Linked DNA regions of Mus musculus: all the other regions are linked to region 4. Evidence: chromatin contacts called from public Hi-C, HiCAR-type, HiChIP or PLAC-seq and promoter capture Hi-C data. All regions are on one chromosome and are shown on one strand. The core of a region is the stretch at or near the end of the contact, and the rest is flanking DNA. Distances in the headings are between cores, read along the strand shown. Region 1 holds the start of 2310001K24Rik (RIKEN cDNA 2310001K24 gene). Region 2 holds the start of Actr5 (ARP5 actin-related protein 5). Region 3 holds the start of Mybl2 (myeloblastosis oncogene-like 2). Region 4 holds the start of Top1 (topoisomerase (DNA) I). Region 5 holds the start of Snhg17 (small nucleolar RNA host gene 17). Region 6 holds the start of Gdap1l1 (ganglioside-induced differentiation-associated protein 1-like 1). Region 7 holds the start of Ralgapb (Ral GTPase activating protein, beta subunit (non-catalytic)).

What was found. Promoter capture Hi-C pulls out the DNA fragments that hold promoters and counts their contacts. A called contact is a pair of places that touch in the nucleus more often than the background predicts. HiCAR-type assays count read pairs that join an accessible place to other places. HiChIP or PLAC-seq counts read pairs in DNA pulled down with a chosen protein or histone mark.
Region 1: a contact with region 4 is called in a Hi-C map of CD4 T cells, with 17 times the contacts expected there. The contact joins the promoter of 2310001K24Rik here to the promoter of Top1 in region 4. A contact is called at or near these places in 1 of 39 promoter capture datasets (cranial neural crest) and 1 of 484 Hi-C or Micro-C datasets (CD4 T cells).
Region 2: a contact with region 4 is called in a promoter capture Hi-C map of pre-B cells, with 8 times the contacts expected there. The contact joins the promoter of Actr5 here to the promoter of Top1 in region 4. A contact is called at or near these places in 11 of 39 promoter capture datasets (the 3T3-L1 cell line, 3T3-L1-derived adipocytes, the C10 cell line and 7 more), 9 of 115 datasets of contacts at active chromatin or transcription factors (SST interneurons, VIP interneurons, astrocytes and 5 more) and 1 of 9 other capture datasets (liver).
Region 3: a contact with region 4 is called in an H3K4me3 HiChIP or PLAC-seq map of pro-B cells, with 9 times the contacts expected there. The contact joins the promoter of Mybl2 here to the promoter of Top1 in region 4. A contact is called at or near these places in 1 of 39 promoter capture datasets (pre-B cells), 1 of 484 Hi-C or Micro-C datasets (B cells) and 7 of 115 datasets of contacts at active chromatin or transcription factors (embryonic stem cells, extraembryonic endoderm stem cells and pro-B cells).
Region 5: an H3K4me3 HiChIP or PLAC-seq map of embryonic forebrain shows a contact between it and region 4, with 6 times the contacts expected there. The contact joins the promoter of Snhg17 here to the promoter of Top1 in region 4. A contact is called at or near these places in 1 of 39 promoter capture datasets (cranial neural crest) and 2 of 115 datasets of contacts at active chromatin or transcription factors (embryonic forebrain and embryonic stem cells).
Region 6: a contact with region 4 is called in a HiCAR-type map of astrocytes, with 6 times the contacts expected there. The contact joins the promoter of Gdap1l1 here to the promoter of Top1 in region 4.
Region 7: a contact with region 4 is called in a promoter capture Hi-C map of liver, with 3 times the contacts expected there. The contact joins the promoter of Ralgapb here to the promoter of Top1 in region 4. A contact is called at or near these places in 7 of 39 promoter capture datasets (cranial neural crest, frontonasal cranial neural crest, hippocampal neurons and 3 more) and 1 of 115 datasets of contacts at active chromatin or transcription factors (extraembryonic endoderm stem cells).

The regions. Positions count from the first base shown.
Region 1 is chr2:163,471,071-163,473,890 of GRCm38.p6, forward strand. It overlaps 2310001K24Rik (RIKEN cDNA 2310001K24 gene), which reads left to right and starts at 1,475. Exons shown (of 1, transcript NR_028122.1): 1 at 1,475-1,933. It overlaps Fitm2 (fat storage-inducing transmembrane protein 2), which reads right to left and starts at 1,559. Exons shown (of 2, transcript NM_173397.4): 1 at 1,333-1,559. The coding sequence starts at 1,505.
Region 2 is chr2:158,623,362-158,626,582 of GRCm38.p6, forward strand. Actr5 (ARP5 actin-related protein 5) reads left to right here and starts at 1,552. Exons shown (of 9, transcript NM_175419.4): 1 at 1,552-2,155; 2 at 2,966-3,195. The coding sequence starts at 1,781.
Region 3 is chr2:163,053,290-163,056,318 of GRCm38.p6, forward strand. Mybl2 (myeloblastosis oncogene-like 2) reads left to right here and starts at 1,346. Exons shown (of 14, transcript NM_008652.2): 1 at 1,346-1,559. The coding sequence starts at 1,540.
Region 4 is chr2:160,644,457-160,647,722 of GRCm38.p6, forward strand. It overlaps Top1 (topoisomerase (DNA) I), which reads left to right and starts at 1,441. Exons shown (of 21, transcript NM_009408.2): 1 at 1,441-1,806; 2 at 2,152-2,176. The coding sequence starts at 1,774.
Region 5 is chr2:158,359,825-158,362,821 of GRCm38.p6, forward strand. It overlaps Snhg17 (small nucleolar RNA host gene 17), which reads right to left and starts at 1,698. Exons shown (of 6, transcript NR_027887.1): 1 at 1,581-1,698; 2 at 1,119-1,246; 3 at 640-775. LOC115489589 (a small nucleolar RNA gene) reads right to left here and starts at 105; the gene lies at 1-105. RefSeq lists a cis regulatory region at 1,630-1,906.
Region 6 is chr2:163,436,676-163,439,928 of GRCm38.p6, forward strand. Gdap1l1 (ganglioside-induced differentiation-associated protein 1-like 1) reads left to right here and starts at 1,792. Exons shown (of 6, transcript NM_144891.2): 1 at 1,792-2,050. The coding sequence starts at 1,871.
Region 7 is chr2:158,408,338-158,411,363 of GRCm38.p6, forward strand. It overlaps Ralgapb (Ral GTPase activating protein, beta subunit (non-catalytic)), which reads left to right and starts at 1,516. Exons shown (of 30, transcript NM_001291138.1): 1 at 1,516-1,766.

The DNA.
Region 1 (2,820 bases), core at 225-2,724, 2.8 Mb after region 4:
AAAGAAAAAAAGAAAGAAAGAAAGCGAGCAAGCTTTAGTTCAAGCTACAAGACCATGGTTTGAATCCTGATTCTGACTCTTATTTATCTTCAGGCCTCAGTTCCCTCAGCTAGAAAAGCCAAAGGCACCAAACCGTTTTTAAAATCTCTTCCAGATCCAGTGAGTCACTGCCAGTTCCCTCCCATTAATCAGCATCATGTCTTGGAACAAAACATTAGAATCCATGGCTACCCCTAAACAATTGGCGTGCCAGGCTGCTGGGCTCCTGGTTCATTAGGCCAGATACAGCAACATCTGCCATGTCTGCCTCCTCTGAGCTCATGAAAGGTGGCTGACCTGGAGATCTGGGCAGAAAACACCCACCAAAGAGATCTGGAACAACTACCACCCTTACACTCTATTCTTAGACCAGCCACTACGAGTGGGGAAGGATGAAGGTGGGCCAAGGACAGGGCTCTTCTTCCCTAGGTTCCAGTAGTTTCTCAGACGCCACCAAAGGGCCCATTACTAAAACCTTCACAGGCTTGACAAGGAAAGCCTCGTTAAAACCAAGGTCTGTCAGAAACCTGACTCAGTTGCCCAAAAGAGAAAACCGGGTTTGAAGTAGATTAACAAGAGAGGCAGATTGTCCACAAGCTGGAGACACTCACTAGTCTGAAGCATTAAGCTCACATGGATGGAGCAATTTCATCTTCCAAACTCCCTGTCTAGCTCCAACGGAGTGTTGTGCAATAAACTTACGATGTAAGTGTTTCTAAAGGACTAGGAAAGAAATAAGTGGAGTTTGAGAGATGTCCCAACGAGATCGGCTGGGGTTGTTTTCCTGGGTGACTGCCATGCACTTTAGAGTACTGAGAAAGTCCAAGGAGATCCAGGAGAAAGGTCACCAGAGTGAAAGGTTTCACGCTTGCTTCTACTAACATGGGGCAGGGATGGCAAAAGCTCTTGGGGTGGTGGGTGGGTCTAGAGGTGGTTCTTTAAGTCAACGGTGGGATTTTTGCCACAGTGGTTAAGAGAGGGGTGTCTGACTAGCCGGCAAGAGGAAGGTGACATCTCCCTGAACAGGACAGGGGCAAGCGCCTAACTCTGGGGGCGGGGGAATAGCCGCTCCAATGTACCCACTGTCACTTATAACCCACCCGTCACCGACTCGATCCTCCTATCGGAATGCTCACATACTAGGCGCGAATGTCACTTGCTTTCCCAGGGTCCCAGTGTCGCGACACGCGCGCGGACGCGCCTGTCAAGACAGGGCTCCCTCCCGATGACTCGCCTGCCCCAGCATCCAACTGGCTTCTTGGGGCGCGGGGGCCCGGAGCCCGATGCACTCACACGTTGAGGACGTTGCGCTTGTTGCTGAGGTAGCTCTCGGGCAGCGGGGACAGCTCCTTGACGACCGAGCCCGCCAGCATGGCGGCCACCAGCGCCCAGGGCAGGTGGCGCCGCACCGTCGCCCTCACCAGCGTCCCGCGGAGAAACCACGCGCAGCGCTCCAGGTGCTCCATGCCGGTCCTTCTCGGCTACCGTCCGCCTTCCAGAGCCTTCTCGGCCACCGTCTTACCCTTCGCCCGAGCTGGCACCACCACATCCCCTCTGGGCGCATGCGCGCTTCCTGCAAGCTCCGCCCCCTAGAGGGCGTGTCTCCCTCTAGTGGCCTTGATGGGTCTCTGCAGAGTGCAGGTCTGCATTTACCTGCGCCGCTTCCACTCATCGCCCCCAAGCTACTGGCTGAGATCACTGCAGGCTGCTCTTTGCCTGGGCAACCTGCTCCCCTCATGTTTGTGGGATGGGATTCTCGCTTTCTTTATCTGCAAAACAAACAAGAGACCCACCTTTCTTAAGAGCTAGTTTGGGAGTTCCGTATATTGGGTCAGTTATAGGGTTTTTCAGATGAAATTTCTTTGCAAAGTCATTAATAAATTTAAATCTTATTTACTTGTTTTGTTTTCAGACTGGGTTTCTCCAAGTAGACCTGGCTGACTTGGAACTCATTCTGTATAACCAGGGTGGCCTCGAACTCAGAGATCCCCTAAACTTGACCTCCAGAGTACTGAGATTAAAGTCATGTGCCACTTCGGGTTTTGAGACAAGTAAGGGCACTTGTTGCCAAACCAAATAACCTGGATTCAGTCCTTGGGATCCACATTGTGGAAGGCAACTCCCATAAGTTGCTCTCTCCACATTGTGGAAGGCAACTCCCATAAGTTGCTCTCTCTCTCTCTCTTTCTCTCTCTCTCACACACACACACACACTAAATAAATAAATAAATACAGATAAATAGATAAGTAAATAAATGTAAGAATGAATCAGCTGAAAAAAAAAAGGATGAATCAACTGTGTTGTTGACTGAACATCTTGGGCTCCCAAGGTTTGCAGAGCTCACATGAGGTACTGGTGACTCAGTCACTCAGTTTTGTCCCTTAGCTAAGCTCCTAGCCCGTAATGTTAGGTGTCAAAGTCAGGGCTTCCCAACCATGAGTTATTCCTTAGTGACTGTAGTTTATAGATTAGCACTTTAAAATCAAGGTGAAAACTCAAACCCATCACTTTCTAATTATTTTACTATGTTCTATTATTATTTATGTTCTTGTTTGTCTATTTTGAAACAGGATCTCTTACGTGACCCTGGCTGGCCTGGAACTCACTTTATAGAGAGGGCTGGTTTTGAACCTGTGTTGTCTTCCTGTCTCAGCCTCCCTCTTGGGTGCTGGGATTACAAGCATGTCCCATCACATCTGGTTTATCTATGCCTGAGCCTACCTGTATCCATTGTGCCTCCCGGGAACACCTCTGTGCTCTCTTCTCCCTTCTGTGATATC
Region 2 (3,221 bases), core at 302-2,801, 2.0 Mb before region 4:
CTTTTTTTTCTTCCTTCCTTCCTTTCTTTCTTCCTTTCTTCCTTTCTTTCCTTCCTTCCTTCCTTCCTTCCTTCCTTCCTTCCTTCCTTCCTTCCTTCCTTCCTTCCTTCCTTCTTTCTTTCTTTCTTTGTTTTTTTGTTTTTCGAGACAGGGTTTCTCTGTATAACCCTGGCTGTCCTGAACTCACTTTGTAGACCAGGCTGGCCTCGAACTCAGAAATCTGCCTGCCTCTGCCTCCTGAGGGCTGGGATTAAAGGCGTGCGCCACCAAGGCCGGCTTTTTTTTTTTTTTTTTTGCCACTTTTCTTAAAACGTCATGTAAATAAACCAGCCTTCAAAGTGCAGGGCTAAAGCTTAAAAGAAGAAAGAAAATACAGCAATCAAGAAAACAGAAAACTTGAGTTGTCGTGGCGTGCTTGGGGAAAGAGGAAAGAGAAAAAAAAAACAATGCTGGAGTGGTGATCAGGGTGTCTAAGCCCCAAACAACAGCTGCAAGCTGGGTGGTGGGTGGGAGAGGGGAGGATGGTCAGCAGGCTTTCAGGGCAATCTTATCGGGTGGAGCCGTCCTGGTAGGAATTCAGTCAAATGTTCAATCAGGCAATGGATAAAATGAAGACACTTAATCCAGTCTCAAAAAAATTATCTCCCACTTGATCCAGTCTCAAAAAAATTATCTCCCATATCCTCTTCTGTATTCCAGAAGCTTTTATAGAATGCACTCCAAAACAAGGGGTAAACTGGTGTGTCTGTGTGTGTATCTGTGTGTGTGTGTGTGTGTGTGTGTGTGTGTGTGTGTGTGAGATGTCAATAACCCTAATACATAAAAGGCTGGAACAGGAGGATGGCTGAGAGTTGAAGGCCAGCATGAGATACAACGACATGATTAAAAACAAAAACAAAGACAAAACCAAAAACAAAGCAGGGCAGTGGTGGCACACGCCTTTAATCCCAGCACTTGGGAGGCAGAGGCAGGCGGATTTCTGAGTTCGAGGCCAGCCTGGTCTACAGAGTAAGTTCAAGATAACCAGAACTACACAGAGAAACCCTGTCTCAAAAAAGCAAACCAAACAAAACAAAACAAAAAGTGAAATATTCAATCTTAAGTAGACAGCTTGATGAATTTTTACAAACTCACTAAATATTCATTTTAGCTGCCACTCCCAGAAACTGAAGTTAGTAGTACCTCAGAGTTTGGAGTTTGACTGGGCCCTTGAGGGCCCTGAGTTCCATCCCTGGAACCTATTGGGTGAAGAGAACAGGCATCTTGGCACGCTCCCACACCCATCACGCAATAAATAAACAAATGAACAGAAAAAGAAGTCAAAGGGGAAGGAGATTAGCTTAACACGGTCACAAAACTAAGGGCTAGATCTGCAAGGCTATGCAGACAGAGACCAAGGGAGAGTAAGGGGACAGGGAGGGGCGGAGTCCAGCCCAGTGTGGGTGGAGCCTTTGGTCCCTTAGTTAGAGCAAGGGGCGTGGCTACGCCTCCATGTTCGGAGCTGGGGGCGGGGCTCGTGGACAGCCAGTTAGCGCGAAGAGGCGTGGCCACAAGGAGGCTGTTGCGGACAAGCTGGAGCTACGGTTGGACTTGAGGCCTGGATCAGCGGGGAATAGAAACCCACAGAAAGTTCTGGAGCGCCAGGCGGGAATCAGGTGCTGAAACCAGCGAGTCCTCCCGTAAGGAGGAGGCTTCCGGACGCTTCGGGGCCCAGAGACTCAGACGCGGCCCGGGGTTTCGTGACGCACTCGGCTTCGGGGCGGGACCGGCGCTGGCCAAGATGGAGGCCAACGTGTTCCGCTTCCGAGATGCCCGCTCTGCTCCGGATCCCGTGCTCGAAGCCGGGCCGGTGGCCTTCGGGTCGCAGCCGGTGCCTCTGGTGCTGGACAACGGGTCGTTCCAGGCTCGGGCCGGGTGGGCGTGCCCCGGGCCGGACCCCGGTCCCGAGCCTCGCCTGCAGTTCCGCGCCGTGTGTGCGCGCGGCCGCGGCGGGGCGCGCGGCGGGCCGGGGCCGCAGGTGGGCAACGCGCTGGGAAGCCTGGAGCCTCTGCGCTGGATGCTGCGCTCGCCCTTCGATCGCAACGTCCCGGTCAACCTGGAACTGCAGGAACTGCTGCTGGACTACAGCTTCCAGCACCTCGGCGTCTCCTCGCAGGTGAGGGCCTGCCGGGCAGGGCGCGCTCGGCTTCAGCCGTCATGCCAGGCAGTAGGGTATTGAACACAAGTTCGTCAGCCTTGTGCTAGGAGCTAAGGGTACACCACGAAGTCTTTATCTTCCAGAGGATGGGCTGTCTCAGGCACAAGGGTCCAGTTTGCAATAGTCCAAGTGAGATGAGTTTTACCAGCACCAGTCCGATCCTGGAAGTATTTTGAAGATAAAACCAACGGGGTTTATCAGTTAACAGTTTAGCCAAAGCTTGACTTAATAAACTTAAAATGAACCGGGCATGGGTTCACGGCCCTTTAATCCGGGCACTCGGTAGGCAGAAGCAGGCAGATGTTTGTGAGTTCAAGGCCAGCCAGGGCTACACAGAGAAACCTTATCTTAAAAAAACAAAAAACCAACAGACAGACAGACCTACGAAAAGCTTAAATTGATCATGTTATTTTGGCTTCCCAAAATAATCTCCAATAGAGATGAAATGTATTCTTTAAAATGGCCCGTGAGCACCTTTTAAAAGATGTATTATTTCAAAGTTATATGTGTGAGAATGTGTACAAGAGTGTAGGTGCCTTAGGCAGGTGATCTTCTGTGACTGGAGTCAGAGATTAGGTGCTGGGAAACAGAGTTGGGTTCTAATGTGTTCTCTCTAGTCCTCGTGTCTGGCCTTGAGTGTCTCCCTCCACGACCTCGTGTTTTAAATTAGAGTTCAAAAGTAAATTCTGTCCTGCGTAAGGATTTGGGGTTATTTTTGCATTTCATGCATGCTTCCGTTTGTCTCTTTGTGCTTGTCTTTCAAAGTAGGGCTGCGTTGATCATCCCATAGTTCTGACAGAGGCTGTGTGTAACCCCCTCTACTCCCGTCAAATGATGTCGGAGCTCCTTTTCGAATGCTACAGGATCCCGAAGGTTGCCTATGGGATAGACAGCCTCTTCAGCTTCTACCACAACGTGCCCAAGAATGCCCTTTCCAGCGGCCTCATCATTTCATCCGGCTACCAGTGCACACACATCTTACCGGTCTTGGAAGGGAGGTGAGCTGTGCCGTGGCATTGTGTGG
Region 3 (3,029 bases), core at 96-2,595, 2.4 Mb after region 4:
TTCCTTACTATAAACTCTAGAACTACAGTTTGGGGAAGTCAGTGCCTCAGTTTCTCCATCTGCTATCGGGTAATACAAGCATATAACTCATTGGGTTGTTATGAAGATCAAAGGTTTCTATGAACTGTTTTTGTAGGTGAGGAAGCAGGCATGGAGAAGTTTGATAATTTGAGATAATGGAACTAGGGAAAGGTAGGCTGGGAATCACCCCCGAGGAGATCTCACTGTAAAGCACACTAGCCGTGAAGAGCAGCGATCCACATGAACTCCTTTGAAGGGAGAGGGGTGGGGGGAAGCCTTGAATTAAGCCAGGTGAAAACTTGTAGCTTTCAAGTCTTCATCCTTCTGTAGTAAATGAAGTTTTCGGAGTTGTACTGTCTAAAAGGGGCCAGCAGTTTTTGGAAAGAGATCTGAGGCCTGAGCCTAAAGGGCATTTGGCTGGGGTTCTTCCAGGCTCCTATCCTTTCAGGGAGTCCCAGTAAGATGACACTCAGTTTTTAGGTAGTAAATGACAACCTGAAAGAGACAACCCTTGCCATCAGAAATTGAACGTAAGCCAACAAGCCTTCCCCCTGGGCTTAATACATTTCCTAGGAAAGGCTGCTGGGATCCCAGAATGCTCACAGTTCAGCAGAGGAAATGCGCACAAATGCAAGCAGATGGGCAGGAGACCCCAGTCGGGGAAGATGTGGGGAGTTCCTGGTCCAAATACGGCCCAAGCAAAAGCTGCAAGACTTAATTTCGCCTCTCTGTGTCTTGGCGTGGTGATCTGGAAGGCCGTTACTAAATGGAGTTACAAAGATTTAACCCGGACAGAAGAGAGGTTTAAGTTTGGTGAGAGAAATGTTGGGATTTTGAGCTGGGTCTCTCTGAGGCAGCTGAAGAAGCAAGAGGCTTGCAAAGGAAAAGATACAAACCCAGTCAAAGGGAGCATGGGGGCTCTAGGGATAGTGGCTTGGACCGTCCCAAGCAGTGACAATTTGGGCGGGAAGTTTCTCCTATTCAGTTCTTCCAGTCTTTGCTATGTGTGTGGCTCGGGGTCTATCTAAGATTCACACAGAGCCAGGCCTCGCGCCTCATTGAATCCCTAAGGTAGGTGTATCTGGACACAGTAGATTGCCAACTAACAGAGCATCTGCCCGCTTGCACATTCGGTTTCTGCCCTCCGGTAAACCACTCCCCTCTTCCCCATGCTTGGGCTCCGCCCCTACAGTAGGCCCCTCCTAGGGTTCTGGCGCGCGGGCTCCGCCCCTCGTGTCTTGTACGCTTCGCCCCTTCCGTATGCTCCGCCCCTGCGCTCGCGCGCCAGGGCCGGGCGGCGCCGACGCACTTGGCGGGAGATAGGAAAGTGGTTCTGTGCGCTCCCTAGGCAGCTGCAGTTCCTGGGAACGTGCGACCAGACCTGCAGACACGCTGACGCCTGAGAGCACCGCCTGGGGCCCGGAGCGGCTCGAGCAGCCTGAGTCCTGACCCCGGCCCGGCTCCCGCTCCGGGCTCGGCCGGCGGGCGTAAGGGTGCGGCGGGGTCCGGGCCGGGGGGATGTCTCGGCGGACGCGCTGGTGAGAGGCTGCGGGCGCGCTGGGGTCCTCTCCCTTCTCCTTGGGTCGGCAAGCGTGAGATGGGGATCCCCGGGAGAAATGCACCCTGCGCCGCCCGATGCAGGGGCGCGCGCCACGTTAAGAGGCTATCGGGACCCCCTCGCTCGGTTCCTGGGCCTCCTGGGCCCGGGAGTCTGAAAGCGCGGGTTCCCCCTCTAGACCGGGTCCCAGCCCTGGGTGAGGTCCATCATCTCCCGCCTAATTGCAGGGTGGGGAAGGAAGGCTGTCGCTCGCGGTGTCAGCTGGAGGCCCATTACTGGGTAGGGAGAATGTCTCCCCTTGTCGCAGCGAGTGGAAGGCAGAAGCCTGGGAGACACTTGTCGATCAAGAGTGGCTCGAATTTGCTGGCGTTCCTTTCTTGTTAGCATTCCGGGAAGCACAAAGCCCCTGGGCCCTCCGCGGGATGCGAGACGGGGAATTCGTTGTCTCATGGGGTTTCGGCGGCCGGTTCGGTTTGGTTTCAGAAGCCTTCTTCCTGTCCCACGCTAGTTTTGGGCAGTTGGGGATGAGTAAAGACTATTGGTGTGCAACGAGACTGCTCTGCTAGCAGCCTCTGAGCCAAAGGCAGGAACTGGGTTTCCCTCTTAGTTCCCTAGAGGTTAGGTGGCTGGGTCAAGTCTGGACTTTTGGGACACCTGTGTATCTGGGGCCTAATCGCGGGGCTTTCCAGCCTTTCTAAGGCGTGGGATAATTGGGTTCTGCTGTGTTCCTTCTGGGTCTTTCCAATTCAGAACGCCTTTCCACCGTCTTCAGATGGCCGAACCTGGCCTAGGATGAAGATAAGGCACAGAGATGCCTGCTTGCTTACTTGCAGAGTTCTTCGTGGCTGGGTTGGGTATTGGTTTGGTCTGTGGGTGCTGATCAGGGTGGCTTCCCATGCCCCGGTGTCTAGGACAGTTCAGTGCCCAGGAAGGGCATCTGGAAGTACTAATCCCAGAGCCCCGGGCTTATCTGAGGGTCTCTTTTGTGAAGTGTGGACTCTGTGCCCCTGCATCCTCACGAGCCTTTCTCTGCCACATGGTGTGACTCCCTGTACCCCAGTGGCCCACTTCCCTCTTGGCCTCTGACTCACCTTTCCCTGGAGCATAGCCCAGAACGTACAAGGGCAAGAGAAAGGGTATGTGTATATACAAAAGTGTGACTTTTCTTTAAACAGCACACTGGCCTCTGCTTTTCATGCTACGGTTCCTAGGGAGGTTAGGGTGTAAAAATGTGGAGCTTGGTGTGACATAATCGTTGTCGGCCTCACTTTTCCCGTCTGTTAAATGGAGCCCTTGAGAATGCGCAAGAAGGTGTGTGACTGATGGATACTCCCATCTGTTTAATAGTGTGACCATGCCGGGTAGCAGCAACACATGTCTTTAATCACAGCACTCAGGCAGGTGAATCTCTTCAGTATACAGGACAGCATGGTTTGCAGAGTGAGTTCCA
Region 4 (3,266 bases), core at 191-2,690:
CCTTTGTTGATTGGACTCTTCTGTCAGAGGACCTGTTGATTCCTGGGGGCTAAGTGCTGAACAAGATGGAGAGGTCCTAACCCTCACTGACCTCGAATTATATAAAGGAGACAGAAAAGAAGTCACTAGCTCCCATATGGGTAACTTAACAACTGTGATAACTGTTATAAAGGAGAGAGGCACATGGGTACAGCATGCGGAAAGGGGCGTGCAGCACTTCAAGCTTGGTTTTTCGGGACAGTTTCTCTAAGTAGCCCTGGTTGTCCTGGAACTCACTCTGTAGATCAGGCTGGCCTCGAACTCAGAAATCCGCCTGCCTCTGCCTCTCAACTGTTGGGATTAAAGGCGTATGCCACCACTGCCCAGCTGGCTTGAGTTTTGAAATATTCACAAGAATTAACCCTAAGTGTTTATCACTCAATGTTTATGAACATTTTCCGAATTTATTTATATGGGGGATTGAGCCAGACTGGAGATGAATTCAGCCTGGGATGTTCTTGCAAATCCAATTGCTAATGTCATTAATCCCTCAAGACAGTTTGATAGTGGTCGATGGTCCACACCCAGGACTGTGAGGAGTCAGGGCAGACCTTATAGTATGGTGTTCCCTAAATAAAGTTCTCTCAGGGTACAGTCCTGGTTAGAACCAGGATCCATTTACCTGGGGGTCCAATTCCCTTTGATTTGGAATATTAGCCCTCTCACATCAAACTAATTCCTGTCTCACAGTAGGCGCTTAATAAATGTTTATAAAAAGAACAAATGCAGTAGGGTACTTGTGACACAGGGCTACATGACTGTAAACTGGAGCTAAACCTGACTGAAAAATTAAAATAATTTTTAAAAATGGGTGTGAAGTGCTGGGCGGTGGTGGCGCACGCCTTCAATCCCAGCACGTGGGAGGCAGAGGCAGGAGGATTTCTGAGTTCGAGGCCAGCCTGGTCTACTGAGTGAGTTCCAGGACAGTCAGGGCTACACAGAGAAACCCTGTCTCGAACACCCCCCCCTACAAAAAAAAAGAATAAATAATAAATAAATGGATGTGAAGTATTCCAGAAGTCTGGACAAAGGCTGTGAGGAGACTCCAGCTAAATGCCTTACGGCTGCTGGTGAACTAAGATCGGGGCAGCCAAGGTACGTGCGGATCAAACTTGTCTGGCTCTAGAGATGCAGAAGCTGGAGACACGGTCCCTGGCCAGCTTAGCTGGGTCCCGCCGCGGCCTTTAAAGGCCTACCACGTGGCCGCCCGGGTGTCCAAGGTCCAGAGGCGGTGTCCACGCTGCGCCTGCGTGCTGCTAGAGCCGGTGTCCCGCCTCTGAGAACGCCAGTCCCGTAGCAAGGCAGAAAGCAGAGAGTGGGCGGAGTTAAGTCCGTATGCTAATAAAGGGGCGGAACTTGCGAGGCAAAACCGGCTCTGTCTCCCGGACCTCTAAGAGACCCGCCGCAACCCTCAGCCTCTTTCCACGAGCGCTGACGTCGACGACGACGTCCCATTTAAAAGCGGCCGCGCAGGCGCAGTGAGGGGAAATGCGAACTTAGGCTGTTACACAACTGCTGGGGTCTGTTCTCGCTGTCCGCCCGCCCGGCAGTCTGTCAGTCGCGTCGCTACCGCCGCTGCCTCCTCCACTGTCCCGGGAGTCTCGGGCCGGTGGCTGCTGTCGCCGTCTGTTCGTGCTTCTCAGGAGCTTCGTCCGCCCGTTCAGGCCGTCCCTGCCGTCCGCCTCTCTTCCCCCGCGCTGCCTCTGAGCCCGCAGCGTTCGCACGCCGGCCGACATGAGCGGGGACCATCTCCACAACGATTCCCAGGTGCGACCAGCCGGCCCCCGACTCGTCCCCAGCTGCTCGGGCCCGGGCCGGCTCCGGCCCCGGCCAGGGCCCCGGTCCCAGCCCCAGCCGGCCGCGCCGGGTTGACAGGCCCGAGTCTGCGATGAGGGGCGGCCGGTTGGAGTCGCTTGGATGGCCGGGTCCCGGGCGGAGCCGTCAAGTTGGAGTTTGGTGGGGGGATGGCAGCCCCGGGTAGGCCATTCGCGGGCCTCTGGGTTCCGGGGCGCCGGGTGGGCCCGAGCCCCGGCCCCCGGCCGCGCGCTCTCGTCCGCCGCCCCGGGGCTTCATGTGCCGGTTGTTTCATCTTCCCTCCTTTTCTTTCCTCAGATCGAAGCGGATTTCCGATTGAATGGTGAGTGTGCCCCCCGCCCCGCCCCAAGTGTCCCCACACGCCGCTGCCTGCCTCCCCCGCGCCGGGCCGGAGCCGGGCAGAGGACAGACATGGCGTCCCAGAGACTAAGTCCCGGCTCCTCGCTCACCGGCCCCATTGTTCCCATCGGGCCGCCTCTGGACCCCCTTTCCCGGGGTCTCAGCACCCCCAGATCACGGCCTTCTCCAGAGGGGGCACCGGAGACCCCGCGTCGACCGTCGCTGGGTCTCGGGCGGCCTTTCTCCGCCGGGATTCTTCCCGGGAAAGTCGCCTTGTCGACGGTCGGGACTTAGTCTCTGCGCCATTTTCTTTTTCTCTCTCCTCTCCTTTCTGTGCCTGTGTCTTTCTCTCCCTCCCTCAGCTCCTTCCTTGAGCTGTCCAGAAAGAGCTTTCTGCAGAGCAGAGCCATATAAATCACAGACCTCACCAAAGAAGGAAGGCTTAGGGACGGAATTATCTTTTATTTTTTCTTAATAGAACTTTATTTTGGAAGTTACTTGCTTTCTGCTTCATGTTTGCTTGCTTTCTTCTTCTTTTTTAATTTTTGTGATTCCAGAACGAAAGATTCCCTTAGGCAGCTAAGGGTTTTATGGGTTTTTTTTGTTTCTTTTGTTTTTTGTTTTTAGTCCTTTTATTTTTTAAATGGTGAGATGTTTATAATAGCAGTTACAGTTCTTGAAACTAAAGCCATCTTTTGTGGAGTTCTTTGTATTTTGGGATTGTTTTCCCAAGTTGTGCTGTTTGCAAAGATAACTCCCTTTAAAAAAGTTTTCAGGTTGTCTGTGTGTCATCTAGTGTGAGTGTTGGACTTGAGCATATATTCTTTAAAAAAAATTAAAAGTATTAGTGACCAGAACTTCCTATTGTGGCAAGGTAGAGTTTTTTGTTTTTTGGGTTATTTTTGAGACACAGTTTATTGTGCTTGTTCCGAAAGGTTGCTGAATTGCTCATTTAGACATGGTGTGCTGGCCTTTTCTTTGGGGTCATAGGGAGTTTTAAAAAAGATTTTATTTATTGAAGTAGAGTGGCCAGCCCTGACTCCTGTCTTCTTCCTCATTCTTCTCAGGGGCTG
Region 5 (2,997 bases), core at 448-2,947, 2.3 Mb before region 4:
GACGAGTGTGGATCCTCCAAACACGGGGAAAGGCTTTCCAAATCCTCTCCCTGCAGTATCAATGACCAGGGCACAGGCAGCCCACAATCACTTTCGAATACAGGGGCAGAGGGCAAGGAAGACTATGGCCAAGAGCTGGGTAATGGTTAAACTGGAAAGAGATGGACAGATAGGCAACAGCCAGACAGCCAACAAAGGAAAGAGGCTGCTCCTAACTGAGCAACAGCTGTTCCTTAAGGAGAGCTCGGAAGACTGGCCGGGAGGAGGTGACAGTTCTAATAAGCACTGGCCACGAGACCTGCAGTAGGCTCAGCACTTGCTGTCTTAGATCAATGCAACCTGCCCAGCTGGCAGAACTGAGGTGACAGGACTCTTATGTCACAGAGGTAGTCCCATTTTTCAGATGAGGAAATCAAGAACCAGACAAGGCCCGGAAGCCAGCAGAGAGCAGTGGCTGAAATCTGGATGGTGCATATGACCCCCAAAATCTTCTGGCTCCTTTCCATTCTGCTCTCCACCCACCAGAGTAAAGCAGAAGGGTACAGAAGCGACAGTGGGAACACAGGACACACAAGACACAGATCCCAAGTGGGTACAGCAACAAGCAGGCACACCTCAAAGAACCCAGCCTCACCTCACCTTCACCCACTTCCAACTATAAATGAAGAAACTGAATCCCCCATCCCAGGGCACAATCCTCACTCAGGAGCACCAGTTTGTCGATGTAGCAAGACGGAGACAACTCTTTGGCCACTGTAGATCCCAGCTGTTATTTCTGCAAATACAATAAGCCCAGGTGAGCCACATGAACAGCACCCAGTTACCTGGGAAAGCACCCAGAATCCCAAACACAAAAGCTGCCAGGTAGCAAACCACGGAGCATAGACACCCCCCCCTTTCCTCTGTAATCCCCACTATGCAACATGGAACAGAACTGTCCCCAGAATCTTGCCCTTGGTTATTTCGAGCCCTCACCGAGCTTCTCTCTGCACAGTGGCTTTGTCGACCTCCTCAAAAGTAGTAATCAGAACTCCACACCACCCCTCTGCTGGTACCCATGGGAAGGCCAATTACAGGCACCCGGGCTTCAAGTTGCTCCCGAATAGCAGAGCACTTACCCAGGCATCCTCTCCCTGGACAGTGGGTGTCCATCTCGGAGTTGAAGGGAGTAGGGGGTTCCAGAAGCTGTAATCTGTCGACCCAAGGAGCTTCCATCTGTCTCCAGGAGGGCTGCGCAGTCTACAGCCTGGCAGGACAACGGAAGCGGCTGCGGCGCAAGGCAGGGCGGGGCAGGGGGACCCAGATGCTGCACCCGGGGTCCTGGGGGAGTCTCAACTTAAATCCTGGTCAATGGATTCGCCTTGGTAGGATGCTAAAAACATGGGACACAGGTCGTAAACACCGACCCACTTTTTGTAGGCGACAGACATGGCTTTGAGGCTTCAGATACTCAGACGGTGAAAAGCACGCGGCTTGAGGCCCTCCCTCCTCTAGACCCAGCAGACCAGCCGCCCACCGACGGCCCGCAGCCCGGTTTCCTTGATGGAGGAAACGGCGCTGCCCATGCACCTTGCACTCACCTTGGTGCCCTGTATTGGGGAGACGAGCCCGGGAACATGCGGGATGTCTGTAGATTTGGGCGGATGGCAATGGCCAGAGAGGAAACACATCCACGCGACAGGAAACTGTGGTCTTCACGATGGGCGCTGGCGGAAGAACAAATGACAAAGCACGCTGCAGCCTAGAGCAGCATCTCCGAGCGGCGGGCCCTCCAGCGCCCCCACGAGGAGAGGAGACTAACAACTGTTTGAACATATTAAGTTAATTTTTTTTTTTTTTTAAACAATGATACGTTTTAGGAGGAAACTGTCTCTCGTTTGCCGTATTTTTTCTGTTTGTTCTGAAGCAGACCTCTCTTACAAACTACTGATTCCACAGCACATGGCTCAGTGGTGTCACAAAGGAACAAATGATGACTTTAAACACCACCACACGAGGTCAGTAGTGGCTTGAGACTGGCATGTGGAAGGGATGAGAGCAAAGAATGAATGCTTTGCTAAAAGTCTACCTAAAAATCATAAGGCCGATGGGACGATTCCCTTAACCAGAAAAGTCCTGATCCAAGTAACAGATGAGAGACAGATGTTTGAGAAGGAGCTCACGTGTTTCCAAGTCTTCATACTCCCAAACTCTGCTTGGATCCTAGGCCAAATGTGGCTCTTGGCCCTATGTACAGCAGCTCTGCCCTTGGGGCTGAAGAAGGAACTCCACTGAAAGAGTCCAAATGACCTCTGAGCCAGCCATCTCTTCCGCCTCTAAGGGTGACTTAAAGACAAAAGATAGTCTGGGCTGGAGAGATGGCTCAGTGACTTAAAGCAATTGCAGAGGACCTGAGTTCAATTCCCAGTACTCATACAGAGAGCCTAATGTTTGTCTGTAACTCCAGTTCTAGGGGATATGACGCCCTCTTCTGTACATTGTAAACACTGCCTGTAAAAGTGGTACACATAGTATTTCAGGCAAAACACTCGCAGGCATAGCATTAAAAGAAAGAAAGAAAGAAAGAAAGAAAGAAAGAAAGAAAGAAAGGAAGGAAGGAAGGAAGGAAGGAAGGAAGGAAGGAAGGAAGGAAGGAAGGAAGCCAGGCGTGGTGGCGCACACCTTTAATCCCAGCACTTAGAAGGCAGAGGAAGGCAGATTTCTGAGTTTGAGGCCAGCCTGGTCTACAAAGTGAGTTTCAGGACAGCCAGAGCTATACAGAGAAACCCTGTCTCAAAAAACCATTAAAAAATATATATATATATTATTAAAATATATATTAAATATATATTATATATTAAATATGTATTATATATTAAATATATTAAATAAGTATATTTAATATATATATATATAATATATATTAAATATATATATAAATATATATTAAATATATATTAAATATATATATATATATTTTTTAGGGCTGGTGAGATGGCTCAGCGGTTAAGAGCACTG
Region 6 (3,253 bases), core at 542-3,041, 2.8 Mb after region 4:
GCCCTGCTGGAGAGTGCATGTACTTGGCTGCTGCTTCTGCCGCCATCGCCATCATCCTTCACTGGGACAGAACCCAGCTTCTTTGGCCTTCCAATCCAAAGACTAGTAGCTCCCTAGGCCTGCAGAGCCCTGTTAGAAGTGCTGAAACTTCACCCCCACAGACTAAGCAGCTTCTGAGCTCCCAGGTTCTCCAGCATGCAGACAGCTGCTACAGGACCATTCAGCCTGGTTCGTGGAAAGCGATCTAATAAAAAACCTGGGGAGACCAATTAAACAATGAGACTCAGAAAAAAATGCAGCTCCAGGCTCCTGGCAGCCATGGCATAAAGGAAAGAAAAAGTTCCACAGAAGTTCGCTTACTTTAGTAGAAGAAAAAAATAAATAAATAAAAATAAAAATAAAAATAAAAATAAAAATAAAAAAAAGACCAGCCACGTCTTCAACACTGTCTGTGAGGTGAAGTGTCCAGGACTCCGAAACAGCAAACAGTGAGGCCTGCTCTCCCAGTTACACTAACTCATAAGAGCAGGGTTCGACAAACGGGCTCACGAGACAGGGGTTCTTAGTAAAATTGGCCTACATAAGTACATTCTGTGACGTTTGCAGACATTGCCCAAGGATATATTTCTTATAACTTCTCCCACTCTTTAGGGGCCAGCAACTGTATTTTTCAACTACTATCTCGGGGTCCACTTCTCAAAGGTAAATTATGACATTAATAACATTCATATTCTGGGACTGAAGAGGTGGCTCAGCTATTAAGAACACTGGCTGTTCTTCCAGAGGACTGGTGTTCAAATCCACATGGTGTCTAACAACTGTAACTCCAATTCCAGGGGATCTGACACCTCTTCTGGCCTCCGAGGGCACTAGACATGCATCTGGCACCCAGACATATTCATGCAGACAAAAACACCCATACACATACAAATAAATAAATATCTAATAAAATATTTTCCAGGGGAAGCATGGGTATGCTTAGGTAACCTTACCTAAGTTCCAAAGAACATTTAAAATCTCCTACAGGAGAGGCACAAGGGCTGTCTACAGACTCCTACCTGGCTACATATCCTAGGGTAATGGTGTCACCTAGGATCCCACCAATGGTACCCCTCCTCACCTGGGAAAGTCATGTCTACATAGCTAAGACACATGATTCCTTTAAAGAGCTTGAGTTGCTGCTTGCAGGACTGCTGAATCACGAGCCAGTCCCGTCCTGTATGAAGCCAGCCTTGAGTTTGAATCTCAGCTCCACCAGTTAGCAGCTCTATGACCTTGAGCAAGGTCACTTCTCCTCTGAGCCTCCCTTTCTTCCTCTGTAAATCAGGCCAAAGGGGTAGACCGCTGGAAAGCCCTTAGTGCCTGTGCCTGGGCAGAGAGAAAGTGCCGATGTGGTTAACAAATTACAATTCATCCCCTTCTGCTGTTGGAAACCCTTTAGGAAGGGGAACATCAGAAAATGGAGTTTCAAATAAAGCTATCTCCAGACACTACTTGTGAAAAAGGGTTAACAGACCTCTATACTGCCATTTATCTAAACTAAGAAGTGTTTCCGCAAGATTGAGAGGCACAAATGCGTAATTATGGTGAAGTCTTTGGCAGGTGACTGACCAACTGTGAGCGCTCTGGGGGGCTTGGCCCGGGTTTCTGCAACCTTCCCTCCCTAGGGCCCTCAGGGAGGACCTCCAGCTGGGAGGAGGAGGAAAGAGCCCCGGGATCCCCTTGCCCCTCCTCCTGCACCCAGTGAGTAATGACATCGCGGGGAGGGGGAGGAGGAAGAGGGGCAGGCTCGAAGAGGCCATGTGATGCTGGGCGCCAGCGAGCCGCTGCCGAGCCGCCTCCTTCCTCCTTCCTCGGATCGCGGGCTGTCATGGCGACCCCCAACAACCTGACCCCCACCAACTGCAGCTGGTGGCCCATCTCGGCACTGGAGAGCGATGCAGCCAAGCCGGTGGAGACCCCCGACGCGCCCGAGGCATCCAGCCCCGCCCATTGGCCCAAGGAGAGCCTGGTTCTGTACCACTGGACCCAGTCCTTCAGCTCGCAGAAGGTAGAGCGGGCGCGGGGTGCGGACAGGCGACTGGGAGGGGACCGGAGAGAGAGGCAGGTAGCACCGGGGGTCCCCGGAGGGAACTGTCCTGAGGGGCCGCAGAGCCCTGCCCCAATGCCAGGAGCATCTCCTTAGGCCTCGTTTCCTCCTGGGGACACCTGAACAGAGAGACAAAGGCCGGGGACAGACCTGCCCTGCCGGCAAGCGGCCTGATGGGGCTGAGCAGAGGAAGCCTCACTTTAGGCCAGCTTTCATCCCATCCACTGTTCCAGACACTCTCGGGCCACAGCTCTGAGGCCCTCGTTCTAGCAGGGGTCTTCTTCAGTCAGGGACTTAGGAAGTCTTTCCTCCCGCCGTCACCCTTTCTCAAGAGCTGAGAAGGAAGGAGTTAACCCATCCCCTCAGAGCAGCTGGCTTGCCCATCAGATTTGTTTTGCTCTTAAAGGCACAGACCGGCTTTGGCTCCTTAGACCACTTAGAACACTCCCCTCCTTTCTAGGGTAGGGGCAGTTGAAAGTACACCTTAGTACTGTCACCGGGGTTTCCGCTTTGTAGGAGTGAGATTAGGCTCTGCGCCCAATACCTGGTGGTTCTAAGGGACTCAGTCTCCCACCCTGCCTGGGTAGCAGTCCTGTCTGTAGCCAGTGGGTTCAGCACCATGGCCAGAGCCCAGAACTCGTTCTAAGGCATAGCTGTTTGTTACCTGACTACCCCAGCTCCCCACCGCCCTGTCCCATGCCTTCATTTTACACATGGGGGCCGGCAAGTATTGCTGAAGATAAATGCTTGGGAAAACAAAGACTTGGATTTGTGTTTTGGTCCAGGTTAAGTTTTATAACCTGAAAAATGGGATAGTGATAGAGGTAATAATAGCCACCAGGAACTTGAACCCCTCAGTAGAGTTTCTGGAGGGGCTGTTTAAGGGGTGACACAACAGTACTCCAGGCTGGCTCTACTCACACCCCACTGTGCCTTGAAATCACTTCATGATCCTGGCTAAGACACAGCCTGCCAGAATCTGCCCCAGATGGCTGTTAGTCTAGAGGCCCACCTAGGTGATACTGAGAAAGTTGGGCTACCTATCACTCTTTGGTCTCCCAATTTAGAGTCCTTGAGTCTGAGATTAGCCAGGGAGAGCCCAGTGGGAGAACCATCTTCTTCGCTGGCCCACTATGAAGCTTTGGATGCCTCGGTTTACCTCTC
Region 7 (3,026 bases), core at 266-2,765, 2.2 Mb before region 4:
CAACTAAGCTATGTCTGCAGTTCCATGTGCTTTAAAAAGATTCCCAGTCCTCCGTGTCTGTCACTTTTCCAATTCCCATCACCCACTCCTCTTCAACCCTATCAGTCTGATCTTCCATAGATGTTCAATATTCGGTGTTAGGAATGTGGTCGCAAGTAACAGAAAACTCAATGGATTGTGGTATAAATAAGGCCCACCACCCTCTTTAAAGCAGGAAAGGAGTACAGAGTCCATGCAGTTTCCTTGGTGTGTCCTAAAGAGGCAGGTTTCTTTGCCTTGTTTTACATTTATAGTAGAGTCTTCTGCAAGATCTCAGAATGACTGCCACATCTCCTGGCATTGTATTATACCATGGTTCCAATCATGAAGTTGGGGAAAGTTGAAGGACACAAAATTTCTCAGGACTTCCTTTATATCCTAAGTCTCCCTTGGAACTTTGGTTTATGCTTTATGGACTAGAACTTTGTTTCACTGGTATGCTGTCAAGCAGGGGAGGGGGCTTTGCTTTTTGGCCTCTGTAGTGTAGAAGTGGGAAGGAGAGAGGGGCTTGGAATAGTGACCATGTGATAAAGCACTTATCAAAAACTGTCTAATTGAACTTTACTGCTTCATCCACACACTGTCCTGGCACATTGTTACCCACCCCTTCCCCTCTTCCTGTAGGTGAGGTTGTGGTCTTAAAGAATCCTTGTTTTATCTCTTCTACGAGGGCACTAGTTTCTTCTTCACTCCTACTTGGTTCATGGTCTCTTCTGAGGATGACAGTCACCGTTTTCTCTGCTTTCCATACAAATGTGTTTTTTGCACAGCCTAACACCCTGATCCCTCCACCTCTGAGTTCCAAGGTCAGTCACAAGGCCAGGCTCTCTATGAAGCTGTCTCCATCCCTCTTTCCTCTCAGCCTGACACGTGGGGAGTACGTCTAAAATGTTGTTACTTTCCTCGTGGAAGTTGAAACGAAATTCTTGACAGTGGTACTGTTTGCAAAACGTCCGGTGCATGGCAGGTGCTCGAACTTGTATCTCTTGTTAGTAATAGCTTATCTCCCCGATCAGATACAACTCGTTGGTGACAGGTTCTGAATCATCCTTTTAAAGCACGTCAGGCCTGGCGAGGACATTGCCCATAATAATGCTGCGCCCATGTAATAAGGGGCTGGGCAAAGGAAGAGCTACAATGCTGAGATGTGAGACATTCCTTTAGCCTGAATGGTAGCCAACTTTTCATAGAGAAGCCCCTTACTCTTCTGCACTAAGAACATGTAGAAGCCAGATTGCTTCTGGAGCTGGCACCGCGATGACGTAAGTGTCCGTCACTTTACTCCTCCCACTCCACCGAAGCCCGAAAGGGGGCGGTGTGGGCAATCGCGCTTCGCGCGGCCCTCTGGGACGGCTGCGCACGCGCAGCTTCCGGCTCCAGGCTCGGAGACTTATTTGACGCTGCCCACTCGGTCCCTTCAGAAGTCGCGGGTCAGCAGCGCCGCGCAGGCGCAGTAGTCCCTTCGGCTGGGGAATTATTTGACGCCACCGCCCCTGGCAGTCGGAAGTTGCTTGAACGGAGCCCAGCCGGCCGGCCAAGCGACCGGTGTTCGTCGTCCCCTGGGCGCCCTGGGAGAGTCACTGACGGGTGGACGGACTGACTGCCGGTGGAGGGCCGGCCGGGGCAGTGGCAGCGCGGGCCGGATGGCGCGGGTCGCGTGAGGCGGCAGGCCGAGTGCGGCCCGCGGTGCGCCCGCCCAGCGATGCGGGCCCCGCCCGTCGCCTCAGGTACGCGGCGGCCGGCGCGGTGCGGCCGGACCCTCCCCTCTCGCCGTGCTTTTTTTTTTTTTTTTCCCTCTCCTCAGCAGCTACTGAGGCAGGGGCTCTTTGAACCTCCGCTGCTCCCGGGGCCGAGCGTCGGCGGGCGCATTCCTGGGTTCTGAAGTGGCCGCACCGGGCGCGGGAGCACAGTCCTGGCCCGCGGATTCTGCCGGGTGTGAGCGAACCCGGGAGGGTCGGACTGGCGGAGCGCCCCCCTGGCAGCCTGGGGACAGGGGCGGGTCTGGAGTGGCAGCGGCAACTCCGGGGAGGATGCGGTCCACCGAGGGGCAGGTGGAGTTGCTGCCGTCCGGTGAGGATGCTACTGCCCAGGGCACGGTGACGCTTGCGAGGAGAGTAAACAGCCACCCTCCGCAAATGCTTGCTTTCCGCCAGGCCCAGGCCAGATAGGGAATTTGAGCACCCTGCACGGCAGGACTGTTACCCCATTCTACGGACCAGGCAACCGAGGCCCAGAGCGATCGGGCGCCTTTGGTGCCCAAGGTCATAGAGCTGGGTAATTTGAACTCAAGCAGCCTTGACAGTCCGATCCAGGTTCTTAACCAATTAGGTCATTGGATGTCCAACTTTGATGCACGGTAAAAATCACTTGGGGAGTTTTGAAAAGATTCCTGGTGCCATAGCACCTCAAACTAATTAAACCACCATGTCTAGAGGGTAGGGGGAGACAAATACTAGTATCTTTCTAGTATTTGTCTTTCCGGAGATCCCCTAGTGGTTCTGGGCTATAGTGAGGTTTGACAAGTGTGAAAGCATGTAATCTCAGAGGTCTGACAGTGCCTCTCCAGTTTATGTGTGCAGGAGGATGCTTGTTAAGATCGTGGATTCCACTGGCAGAAATTCATATTGTCACTCCCTTCCCCCCAGCGCGCCCTTGTTCTATTGCTGGAACTCTCCATTTCTCTGCCTCAGCCTCCTGAGTGCTAGGATGGTAGCTGTTCACTAAGAGAGAACTTTTCCTTAGATCCACAGACTACCACCCCTTTGGTAGGTAGGCCTCCTTGAGGGTGAGACCCAATTATGGATTCTTAGCAGAGCTTTTAAAAAAAATGTATACATTCCTTGCAAAAACTGTTGGTTTACAATTTCCCATAATATACGGCACTCATGGTTATGGTTTCTCTAGCCTCTGGACTTTTGCATACACTGTTCTTTCTACAAGACAGGCCTCCGTGTTTTCTCAGCACCCTACCCGAACACATACACCTT